Regions from separate parts of the Ovis aries genome. Here region 2 is linked to region 1. Evidence: chromatin contacts called from public Hi-C data. All regions are on one chromosome and are shown on one strand. Each heading gives the region's core, a stretch centred on a gene start, on an enhancer-like site or on the middle of the called end of the contact. The rest is flanking DNA. Distances are from core to core; before and after follow the strand shown. Region 1 holds the start of HERC4 (HECT and RLD domain containing E3 ubiquitin protein ligase 4). Region 2 overlaps MYPN (myopalladin).

The links. Hi-C and Micro-C count contacts between places; a contact is called where the count stands out from the background.
Region 2: a Hi-C map of omental adipose tissue shows a contact between it and region 1, with 2.0 times the contacts expected there. The contact joins the enhancer-like site here to the promoter of HERC4 in region 1. A contact is called at or near these places in 3 of 16 Hi-C or Micro-C datasets (muscle, omental adipose tissue and skin fibroblasts).

Annotation. Positions count from the first base shown.
Region 1 is chr25:23,792,674-23,798,973 of ARS-UI_Ramb_v3.0, forward strand. HERC4 (HECT and RLD domain containing E3 ubiquitin protein ligase 4) reads right to left here and starts at 2,355. Exons shown (of 21, transcript XM_060406834.1): 1 at 2,027-2,355; 2 at 1-220. The coding sequence starts at 141.
Region 2 is chr25:23,854,852-23,861,267 of ARS-UI_Ramb_v3.0, forward strand. It overlaps MYPN (myopalladin), which reads left to right. Exons shown (of 19, transcript XM_060406836.1): 4 at 426-540; 5 at 1,773-1,844. Among named protein-coding and RNA genes, the nearest start is that of MYPN, 39 kb to the left of the region's middle. Within about 2 kb of position 4,105, at least 5 of the 54 cell types and tissues checked have an H3K27ac peak or open chromatin away from gene starts, as enhancers often do.

The sequences.
Region 1 (6,300 bases), core at 1,105-3,604:
TACAGTATGTCTGAGTCCACATCCTACATCTCGAACCTTTTTATTTACAAAAAAGTCACTTTTTCTGGGCTCTAGTACAATTTCTTCATCAATTCCACCCAAACCTAGCTGTCCAAAAGAAGCATTTCCCCAGCACAACATGTTTGTGATTCTTCTGGTCTTCCAGCTTCAATAATAAACTCCCTTCTGAAACACTGGCAAGTTGGTGGTGTCCCTATGTCTGAGAAGACAGAAAAGAGTTAGTATGACTTCAAAGAAAACAATGTATAATTGCTCTTTCAAGTGCTAGGCTACAATACTCACTTTGTATTAAACACGAAATCTATAAGGTGCTACGTAAGTATCATTCAGTTTCCAAAACCAATCAGTGGTATATTCTTAAAATTATTACATAGAAACGTTCAGGAAAAATATATCACTTCCCGTGACTACAAGACTTCATTATTAATTAGCTTTGACTTTTTGTTATCTTCTGATAGACTAACTGAAATATTAAGTATCTTGACGAAGTTAATCTTTTTTTGCTTTTTGCTTTGGATAATTTCAGTGGGAGTAAGATATAAGACATCCGTCCACTGCCCCCAAAATCAGATATATACTCAGTGAAAAACATAACACTACAGAAACATAAACACTTGCAATCTCCCTCGAGTCACAGAATAAGTGAATAATTAGACTTTCTCATAATACCTACCTCCACATTAACAGAAAACTGAAGTTCTTATCTGTACTAGGAAAAAAACAATAATGGAAACTTTGAGTTTCCCACAATTTAAAAAGACTCTTCCAACTATTCAGTTAGAGGTCCCAAGGAAAATTATAGTTCTCTAGTTAAACACTTATCTTAAGAAAAACACCTCCAAAGATCATACCTTACAAATCAAAATATTAACACTCTGACCTCACAATTATATTTAAAAACTAAACCAGGGTACCTAATTACAATACAAAAGTATGCAGCTTAAAGATCAAGACTCTCCGCCAAAACTCAGCATTTTCTATTACGAGTGGTAACCATGACTGAAAAATATTTCCCCAAGGCAATCTATGTCTATCTATACCCCTGACACAATTATTTGAAGATGGGGGGAAAAAAACTGCAAATACCATTGGCACTGTCGATTTTTCAAGAACAGAAATGGGGACTGGGACACTGATAGTCTGATGGCGAAATCTGTAGAACTTTCCAGTACACTGAATATTTCTTCGCTTACATAGACACGGTAACAAAGAGCTCACTTCATCTAAACCTATACAGATTTTTAGACACATCGCGTACTAAATAACACAATTACAGGAAGCCCGTCTTATTCCCGTTGTAGTCACCCACGTTCCTTATACAGAACCTGAGACGTTTCCAAACCCAACTTTCCTACGTTCAGGCTAGCACAAGTGCTGAAGCTGTCTCATTCCATCCATGACCCACCCATTAAGAAAAGTTTCATTTCATTCTTTTGGGGCATCTGAACCCGATAGTTCCCGCGAGTTATGCATTGTCTGATCGGTTTTTGCTGTTTTTTCAAGGAGAGGACAGGAAAACACCCTAATTTCAGTGCACGAGGTTTATCCATCCTTTTCTTTAAAAAGTCAGAGGGGTAATGAGAAAGACGTCCTCTCGCCAGCAACAGGTAGGGGAAAGAGAAGCACTTTATTCCCAGCATTCCCTGAACGTGCACTCAGAACAGCTCCGGGGAGCCGCGGGAGAGAAATCATATGCACACACCCAACCTCACGGGCAGACCAGTCAACTACGGCAGCCGCTCGCTCGCAGCAGCAGCAGAGGCCAGTGGACGAGGCTCCGCACCTCGGCGGCCCTAGTCCCAAGGAAGCCCTTCCCCAGGGAGGTGCGACATTCCAGCCCCCGGGCCAAGGGGCCCGGCACTGCCCTCGTCCCCCACCCCACCCCCCACCCCGAGGAAACGCTGAGAAAGCACCCAGCGCCAGGCTGGCCTGTATCCGCCCAGCCCGGCCTGCCCCCTCCCTAACGCCGTCACACGCCCCCGAACCCGCCGGGGCAACGACTCACCGGACCCCTCAAGGCAGGGGAAGCCCAGGGCGGCTGGGGGGCGGCGCCTCCCCCGAGAGCGAGGCAGCTGAGGCTGGTCTCCAGCTCCTGGACCCTCCTCCTTCAGCCAGTGGCAGCGAACACCAGCGCTCCTCCGGCGTCGGTGAAGGTGCTCCTCTGCTCCTCTCTTCGGCTCCTGTGAAACTTTACCAGGCTCCTCAGAGAAAAGCAGCCGCCACTGCTGTCCAGTCCAGAGCCAGCCGTCAGCTACCCGGATGGAGCGGGAGGGGAAGGACGGGAGGAGAGAGAAGCGGAGAGCACTAGGGGTGGGGAGACCTGGGGGAGAGACTGGGGAGGAGAAGGGAGAGGGGGGAGGTGGTAACGCGGGGGAGGGGGAGGGGCTGGCCGGAAGTGAATCGCGGAGCACGCGCGCGAGCCCGCCCACTTCCCGGCCCGCGCGCCTGCGCCGGAATCCTCCCAGGGCACACCGACCCAGGCGCCTGCGTCGTGTGCTGTTTTGCGTTGCCTTTAGAGGAAAATGCCAAATGCAGATAGTTGGGGTTTGCCAGACGAGCGGAGGCGTTTGATGTGTCTTGTAACAGCGTTTCAGCGTGCACAAGGTCCTTTTAGTGAAGAAATTTCTTCGATTTTTGGCTAGATTGTCTTTTTCCCTATTGGTTCCAGTCTATTTAATTCCACCTTTATCCAAGGAGAATTTGAAGTCGCAGAAAAAACATCGCAAACTTGTAATTAAAGGCTGATAAAGTCTTTTATTTTATCCCTTAGCCTCACATGGAGCTAATCTGAGCATACCAGATGTATTCACAGCAATGATGGAGCCTATTGGCATAAAATATCAACACAAGTTCATGCTCCCGATAAAATGTTGGCTGCCATCACTTTCTGCACTCTTTCTTGGAGATAAACATATTATGCCTCTTTCATTCAGAGAAAATTAAGCAATGTGTGTGGCTGGAGTTACAGCCTCACATAAGCAAACTGCATTTCCTAGACCACTCAAGGGGGGAAACTTAAAACAAGGCTCTATTGAAACTTTATGTCACGCTTCTGTAGTACCTTGACTTCAGAATGTTGAGAACCTAGAAAAAATTTCGCAGTAAGCCATTATTTCTTTATCGCATTGAAAAATGTATCACAGATTGGAAAGTGTCTGTGCTAGACACGTACGTCTATTATTAGTTCCTTAGGGCTGCCATAACACAATACCACAAACTGGATTTCTGCTTGCTTAAAAAAACAAATGTATTGTCTCACAGTTGTGGAAGCCATAAGTCTGAAATCAAAGTGGCAGCAGGGCTGGCTGTCTCCTGGGATCTCAGGGAATTCTCTCCACACTTATCTCCTAGAGATGGTTGCTGACAGTTCTTGGCATTTTTTGGCTTGTAGAGATAATACTAATTCCTGCCTCCATCTCCACATGATTTTCTTCTCTGTGCCTCTGTGTCCTTCCCTCTTATAAGGAAATCAGTCATTGGATTAACTCCCACCTTAATCGATTGTGACCTCTTTTTTAAGTGCATTGCATCTGCAATGACCCTATTTCCAAATAAGGTCACATCCTCAGGTACTGGAAGTGAGAACTTCAACTGTCTCTGGGCAACCCAATTCAACCCACAACCTTATTTCTGCGAAATAAGAGTAAAAATTATAAGGTACTTAAAGCATAATTTCAATGTTGGGAGTGGTGATGATGCTCATGAAACATACTTAATTCTTATTCTGACAGCTTCATTGCCCTTGTAGGGCTTTTGTTGTCTTTTAACCTTCAGGACTTTATGTCTCGGAATGTATCATTAAAGGGGAAGTTGTGGGATTTGAGTCTTCAAGGTATGTAACAGATGGTGCAACAAATAGACACTAAATATGAGTGTTAATGTGATAAGAGTGTTTTTTTACCTTTTAAACATTTCAGTGAGTATTCCTAATGAGTGAAAACTAATTTCCAGGAGCTCCAGGAGATGAGGGCACCAGGAGCTTCTTCAAAGTTTTGTCTGGTCACAAAATTAGAAAAGGAACGTATGGAGGGGGGAGGGATAGTTAGGGAGTTTGGGATGATCATGTACACACTGCTGTATTTAAAATGGATAACCAACAAGGACCTATTGTATACCACATGGAACTCTGCTCAAGGTTATGTGGCAGCTTGGATGGAAGTGGGGTTTGGGGGAGAATGGATATATGTATGGGATACGTGTGTATGTATGGCCAGTTTCTTCCTTGTTCACCTGAAACTACCACAAAATTGTTAATTGGCTATACCTACCCCCAACACCAAATAAGAAGTTCAAACTGGAGGGGAAAATTTTTTTTTGTTGTCTGGGGAAGTGCCACATACCACTTCACATCTGCACACATAATGTTAGGAAGAACTACACACCTAGATGCAAGGGGACTAGGAAACATAACCTCTGCTGAGTTTCAGGTACTGCTTTATACCAGAGAAGAGAGCACGAATTGGTGGACAGCTATCTCTGCTACGTGGATGCATCTCTTCAATATTTTACAATATAGATCTTGCTTGTAGAAAGTGGAATAGACTTTTGTAGATATCCCTTTTAACCTTATAAGTTTATGAAACTGTGAGGTAAGATATCAGAAAAAAGGCTATGATTACCTTTCAAGTGAAATAAGCGTAGGGTCAGAAGGTTATTAGGATAATATAAATTTGTTGTATAAAAGCAGCATGAGTAACTGATCATGAGTAAGTATGGCCTGTGGTGCTGGTTTGTCTGGATTCAGAGCCTGAACCTACAAGCTACTCAGACCTCCGTTCTTCTATCCTCCCAAAGATACCTACAGACATTTACTAATGGTCTGTTTCACAGAAAATTACTTCTCGGTCACATTTCTATGAATGGGGGAAATTAATAATCCTCCTCACTACTAGGTTGTGGGAATTTAATAAGATAACATGTACAATACCTTGAACTTGGCCAGTGTTTTGTAAATGTCAGCTTAACTATTACTAACATTACCTCTCCTGAACTACCAGTAGTAAGAGAACATTTGGGAAACCATTCCATATCACAATGATATAATTTTAATATAGAACAAAAGTAAAATATGTTTTACCTCATGTGTTATTTTTCACTTAAAAAAATGCTCAGACTATTGAGAAATAGGTGTTCATTCTGTCCCACTCTTTCCCTTGCTGCCTTCCATCTAGCCATATTGCTTGTGCTGTATACCACCTGACCTCCTTCATTCAATTCTGCAGTCATGTTCAGTTCAGTTCAGTCTCTCAGTAGTGTCCGACTCTTTGTGACCCCATGAATCACAGCATTCCAGGCCTCCCTGTCCATCACCAACTCCTGGAATTCACTCAGACTCACATCCATCAAGTCAGTGATGCCATCCAGCCATCTCGTCCTCTGTCGTTCCCTTCTCCTTCTGCCCCCAATCCCTCCCAGCATCAGGGTCTTTTCCAAGGAGTCAACTCTTCGCATGAGGTGGCCAAAATACTAGACTTTCAGCTTTAGCATCATTCCTTCCAAAGAACACCCAGGGCTTATCTCCTTTAGAATGGACTGGTTGGATCTCCCTGCAGTCCAAGGGACTCTCAAGAGTCTTCTCCAACACCACAATTCAAAAGCATCAATTCTTCAGTGCTCAGCTTTCTTCACAGTCCAACTCTCACATCCATACATGACCACTGGAAAACCATAGCCTTGACTAGATGGACCTTAGTTGGCAAAGTAATATTTCTGCTTTTGAATATGCTATCTAGGTTGGTCATAACTTTCCTTCCAAGGAGTAAGTTACCTCCTCAGTCTTCCCTGATCACCCTACCCAAAAAACCAGCCCCTCACTTTCTATAACTTACCCTGCCTTATTTATGTCTATTATCACTACCTGATATTTATGTGTATAATACATAAATGTATAATATTATATTTATTATATATGTCATGTATAGCCTGTACTCTGTAACAAGAGAAGCCACCACAAAAAGAGGCCCATGCACCACAACAAGGAGTAGCCTTAGCTCACCACCAAAAATAAAAATTAATTAATAAATTAAAACATACTTTAAGAATAGAATTAACAGAGTTGGGATGGATGGTTTGTAGGGGATCAGAGAATGGGAGGAGTACTGGGCCACTAGGAGCTTTCTGACTTGAGGACATTTACCACAAAGAGGATGGCTGATGAGGGAAGAACAAATTTTGACTAGGAAAAATGAAGTGGTCTGTTTTGGCCTTAAGTCTGAAAAATCAAGAGTGTATTTCTATATTAGTTTCCTAGGGCTGCCATAACAAAAATCCCACAGACTG
Region 2 (6,416 bases), core at 2,855-5,354, 64 kb after region 1:
AGAGCTCATTGTCTTGGGCTATTTCTGCTGTTTGCCACATCAAAATCCCAGAAGCAAAAATTTACGAAGCCTGGCCTCCTCCTTGGAATGGGAGGGGGAAGGAAAAACACAGAGGGCAACACCAAAACAAACCTCAAAAAATTTTTTGCACAGGCACTGCCGTAGCACTTGTCTTGAATCTCAGCTGTGAATATGATTGAGTCCCCAGCTCTGCGAACGGGCAGTGAACTCAAGGACAGAACTGGCGTCTTATCATCTTCCTGTTTACATTGCCTAACAAAGTGTCCAGCAAAGAAGCCCTCAATAAATGTTTGTGCGATATTGCTGAACAAAAAGTTTTGTAAGCAGTGCTGAAAGCTTTGCTGAAAGACTTTTCACAAGAATGATAGGTCTGTTTCATAACCTGTATTTTAATCATTCCTCAGAATCCAGAAGCCAAATGAGGTGCCATCGCCTCCCACTACTTCTGCAGCCATTCCTTCAGCAGTACCCCAAACCCAGCATGCGGTGGCCCAGCCCAGGGTGTCAACCATCCAGCAGGTACAAGAGTCTAAGTGAAGCGCAAGTGCCATGAACTGTGACAAGCAGGCACTATGATCATGACCCTCTTGTGCGGCATGATCGTATTCTCCTCTGGTGCAACTTCATCGTGCCCTTGGGCAACACGCTGCTATAGTCATGATAATCACTTTGTACTGCCGGCAGATGGTGTCAGTAGTTGCCCTGGCTTTGGGAACAGATTCTGTAACTTCATAGGCAAGTTTCATAGGAAAAGAAACTCAACAAATTAGTCTCTGATATCCCAGCTTTATGAAGGGCATGGATTACATATACAATGAGCTGCCAGCTCTCCCACTGGCCCAGGACTCTCATGAACCTCAGTGCATGGAGCTATTAAAAAATAAAAAATTCTACTTTCTAAGATACAGTAACCATTAAAATAACTTTCAGAAAATCTTAAAGTCTCTCATTCTTCAGGCTGATTATGCTGATGATGATAGTACACACTTATTGTAAAAACATTTAAAAATTACAAAAAGTATACCAAGCAAAAACTTAATCAATGTTCTACTTCTCTGCCCCCACTCTTCAGAGGTACCTCCTATTAATACTTTCTATCAGATAGTTTCAGGCATTTTCTTTGCATATCTATATGCATATCCTTCCAAACTCCAGGAGATAGCGAAGGACAGGGAAGCCTGGTGTGTTGCAGTCCATGGAGTCACAAAGAGCCAGACACAACTTAGTGATTGAACAGCAATGCATATACATTAAAATATGAAGTCATATTAATATAAACATACTTGTAATGTGTTGGTTGTATATTTAAATGTAAACATTGATGTATATAAAGACCTAAAACGTTAAAAAATTTTTTAAAATTTTCTTCAGCATACTTATCTGACCCATTTAGTAATGCAGAGGGGTCATATTTTAGTTCTAATCCAGTAGTTTTCAAACTGTGATCTGTGAAGCCTCAAGAGGCTATGGAACCTCTACAAGGCGTTAAGGTTCATTACTTAGCTCTGTTTGTAAGGGGCTGGTGACGGGTGGCATGTATTTACAGCCACCGTGATGTAGGAAGAAATAGTAATACAATCAGTTCAGCATAAAATTTGATGTCTGTGAATCATGACATAGAAAATGTCTTTGGTTTTAGATTAATTTCATATACCAAATTCTTTAGCTTGTTATACATATCTATCATCTATCTACCTACCTACCTGATAATTCTAGTAATGATGAATCTATTCTTGGTTCCCTTCTAACAGTGTCAGAGCCCTACAAACTATCTGCAAGGATTGGATGGAAAACCTATCATTGCAGCTCCTGTGTTTACAAAGGTAATCAAAATGTTACTTCTTTCTGCCATGGCTTTAAACACACCATAATACCCAAACAAAGTTGCAGGATCCAAGATTCACTGATTTTATCTCAGGATTTTGTTCTCTTATAAATACACTACAGGGTTTGGGTTTTTGTGGTAGCTGTTACCATGCCTCCTGAAGTCGCAGATGTCTAATAACAGTTTGTGTAATAAGGGAAAGGTCACCCCCATCCCCATTCGCCATGCTGATCTCTATGGCCATCCTACTGCTTTAAACACGGTAGCCACACCTACGGGTCAGGTGAAAAGCTTTCTAAGCACTCCACAGTGTTCTCTGGATGTCTTTGGTGCTCAGGGAGATGCAGTTACATGCTCTCAGAAGGCTTAATATAGACTTTGTCACTCAAAGACAAAGAGCTTTCTTTTTCTAATCCATAGTGTCAACTCAACTATTGTAGCGGCATCAAATTCTGAGTCTCATAATCTTTGTCTTTAGAACTGGAAATTTTACTCAGGAACTTTCTTTACAAATGAAAAAAAAAACAAAACAAAACAATGGTAGGCAGAGAGATTAAACAATGTATCCAATGTTACAGAACTTGGTAGAATCAGGACTAGAAACAAGTTCTCTCATTTCTGTCTGTTGTTCTTTCTCTTATATAACATACTTTGTTTATATGTTGCCCAGGACAATAAATTCAAAGGTGAAAAACTGAGTCACACTGAATTTGTTTTGGTATCATGAAGACTACATGAATGAAGTTTATGCCTGGATTTATAATTTGTTCTTTATATGAATACCAAACTTAAACCCAGAGAGATCTTATCCTCTCAGAAGTATGTTTTAGAGCAATAGTTTTCGATCAGAGTTAATTTTGCTCCTCAAAGGACATTTGACAATGTCTGGAGACACTTTTTGATTTTCACAACAGGAGTTGGCATCCAGAGATACTGCTAAACATCCTGTAATACACAAGATGACAGCCTTCTGCAACAAAGAATTATCCAACCCAAAATGCCAGTTAATCCTGGGGTTGAGAAATCATGGATTAGAGAAAAGTGTCCAAAAAAAAAGTGTCTTTTCCAATAAGTACTGCTCCTAAAGGAGGAGCTAAATTCACAACTTCCACAGAAACATCAGTTTTAAGGCAAGTTCTACCATATTAGCTCATCCAAGATGGTTTTCCAAAATTAAGCAGAGTCTGAGTGAGACATGTTTATCCATGACCATATCAGGTGGGCAAACATTCTTATATGAAACAAGATGCATCTCGATTTTTCAGATGTTTCCTGTAACCTGCTTTTAGAATTTAAGTTTTGCTCTTTTCAAAGACTAGCAGCAGGAAAGCAATGTGTTCTGATTTGGTGACTACCAGACTTTAATGAAGAGTTTTAAGTGTGTGTGTGTGTGTGTGTGTGTGTGTGTGTGTGTGTGTGTGTGTGTGTGTGATGTACCTAACAGAGCTACCTCTATTTGTCTTAGTTCACTGCTAAGTCACCTAGCCTGGAAACAAAGCTTTAAATGCTGAGAAATCTGAACACTCTGTCGTGCCGATTTGTCATAACACTACCTTTTTCAGGTAGTGCTGATTCTTCAAAGGTAACGAAATCACAGAATAATTTATTCTGTCCCAAACTGAAGTCTCCTCCCACTCTTCTCCTCACTACCATCTGCCCAACCAGACAGCAGAGAGGTGTTCTTACCTCCCTCCACACTTTCCGATCCTTTGGGGCTGCTGACTTCTCTGCATCTATATCACCTGGTACATATCTCTGATACAACATTTAGCACAATAATAAGAAGGTTTACTTTTCTATCTCTCCCAAGCACCTTAAAGCCTATCTCTAATATCTAGATAGGAGTCCACCATGATTATAATAGGTCCAGAACTATCTTTATTATTCCCCAAAGCCTAATAAGACTTTAAAAACTATTTTTGACATTTAATTTTCATGGACAGGTTAGTCACAAGTTAGCTGTTTTTGCGTGGTGACTGATTACCTCCCTCTAATTGGATGCTCTGATTTGCAGATGATATATATGCCTTTGATAAATAAAAATGAGAAAGTGAATTAGTCATCAGTGTATGCTGTTTATCAGATAAATCTCCAAAAATGTTAGCTCTGTGGTGGGAAAGCAATGTCTAACACAGAGACTCAAACTTCGGTGAGGCTTTCTCAGCCCTCGGAAAGTGTGGTTTTGTCTCCATAAATGGGATCAGGGCTGTTCAGATGCAGGGCTCTAGCGTAGCCTGTGGCTCAGATTCCAGAGGGACTTATCAGCAACAGTGTGCTTGCGTTAGTTTCCATGAGCGAGGGCAGAATTGAGGTCATCGTCACTGCCAGTGTCATTAGAAAATTTCTGAATCAGAGCCACTGATGATGGTAACCACGTGGCGTGAGCCGTGATAACCGATCATTGGCATATGTTTGCTTGGGTTTTTCCTTGTTCTATTTACTTCTTTAGGGACTTCTGGCATTCCAGTCCCTATGATTCACTTCTATACTGCCTAACAAAGCATTTCTCCGCCAATAATGTCATGAAGCCATTTTTTAAAGGGGCTTCCCTGGTGGCTCAAACAGTAGAGCATCTGCCTGCAATTCAGAAGACCTGGGTTCAATCTGTGGGTTGGGAAGGTCCCCTGAAGAAGAGAATGGCAAGCAATTTGAGGACAAAGTTTTATTTAACCCCTTCTACCTCCTTTGGTGATGGGGAAGTACTGGTATTATCTTCTGTTTAGAGAAGGTTAAAATGAAAAGGAGGATGCCCAGCAAAACAGTGGTAGAATTTGAAAGAAGTATGGGGTCCCATATGCTAGTTCATTGCTCTACTTATAGAGGATAACTTTTTTTAACCTTTTAATTTTATATTGGAGTATAGCTCAATATAGTATGGGCTTCCCTTGTAGCTCAATTGGTAAAGAATCTGCCTGCAATGCAGAAGACCTGGGTTCCATCCCCGGGTTGGGAAGATCCCTTGGAGAAGGGAAAGGCTACCCACTCCAGTATTCTGGCCTGGAGTCCACGACTGAGCGACTTTCACTTTCACTTTTCATAGCTGATTAGCAAAGTTGTGATAGTTTCAGGTGGACAGCAAAGGGACTCAGCCATATATATACATGTATCCATTCTTCCCCAAAGTCCCCTCCCATCCAGGCTGTCACATAACACTGAGGAGAGGTCCCTGTGCTATACAATAGGTCCTTGTTGGTTACCCATGTTAAATACAGCAGTATGTACAGGTCAATCCCAAACTCCTTAACTATCCCTTTCCGTCATTCTTTCCCCCTGGTAACCATAAAATTCTTTCTCCAAGTCTGTGAGTCTGTTTCTGTTTTGTAAATAAGCTCTTCTGAAGGATGGCTATATTTTTAAATACTTTACGAGATAGACTATCCTCTATCCTTTGTACTGTACCAAAAACACTTTCCCTCTGTTTATGGGGGGAAACCAGTGCTCACACTCCTTGAGCATGATGGGAGGTAGATGATCAAATCGGAATCTTACTCCTGTCACTGTGCCCACTCCAACAGCAGCTGCTCGGGCGGGCTTTCAAGGCTGCAGCAGCACTGGGTCCAGCTGCTTCAGCAGTAATTTGAAGAGTGCAAAGGGGCAGGGGAAGTGAAAATTTGAAGAACGGCACTTCATTACATAATAGCAGAGGCAGGAAGCCCTGAAATAACTGGGCTGGTGGTTGGCTCTAGATTCCTGAAGATTACATGGGCCCCTCTCCCCAACCTGACAATTCCAGAGACTTCTCTGGCTCAATTGTTGCACTGGACACTCGTGACTATCTTGGAGCAAAAAAGGGTTCTTTATCAATAAAAACTGCTCTGATCCAACTCCAGCCTAAGGCACTATAGCATTCATTTCCAGCATCTCCCAAAGTGCAAAAACAGCCACTAGATTTAAAAAAGAGAATAAAGTGACAATATGAACCTTGTAGCTGATATCTTTTCAACCAGTAAGGGAGATGCCTTTTCTCAAGGATGTCCCTGCATTATATCTGTGGGTATGGATCTACTGAGCAGGAACTGTGTCCTTTCAAGTCACATTGACAGCACATGCACACAGCACTTGGTACAAAGCAGGAACCCAATAATATTTATTCTGTGGTGAATCACTTCCATTTCGGCTAAGAAGGAGTTGCTGCTTTCATCACTTTGTGGCTTCAGAGTGTCTTTAGGAGGAACAGAGAAAAAAAAATCCAATAGCAAATGGCTGTGGAAGGCATGCTTCTTAAGGCTGTGTTGTCAATTACCCCGCAAAGAATGTCTTCCTGGACGATCAGTACGGTGATGACACACAGGACGGATTTGCACTTTGGATACTGTTTACCTCAGCAGGTTGTAGACCTTTCATTATAGGGACTTTAATTCAAATCTGCAGTTCCTTGTTAAGACTAACTTAATCTTTGCTTGCGGGAAATGTTTCATGTCTTATTCATCTTCAGTGAAGTCAAGGTAAATATGATCAAGTCTTATACAATGTGCCAGTAGTAACAGCCTAAGACCTGCTGCTGTGTTGAACATGGCCCCACTCACAAAACGTTCAAATGGCGTAACTGATTTGGACAGTGATGTGAGCC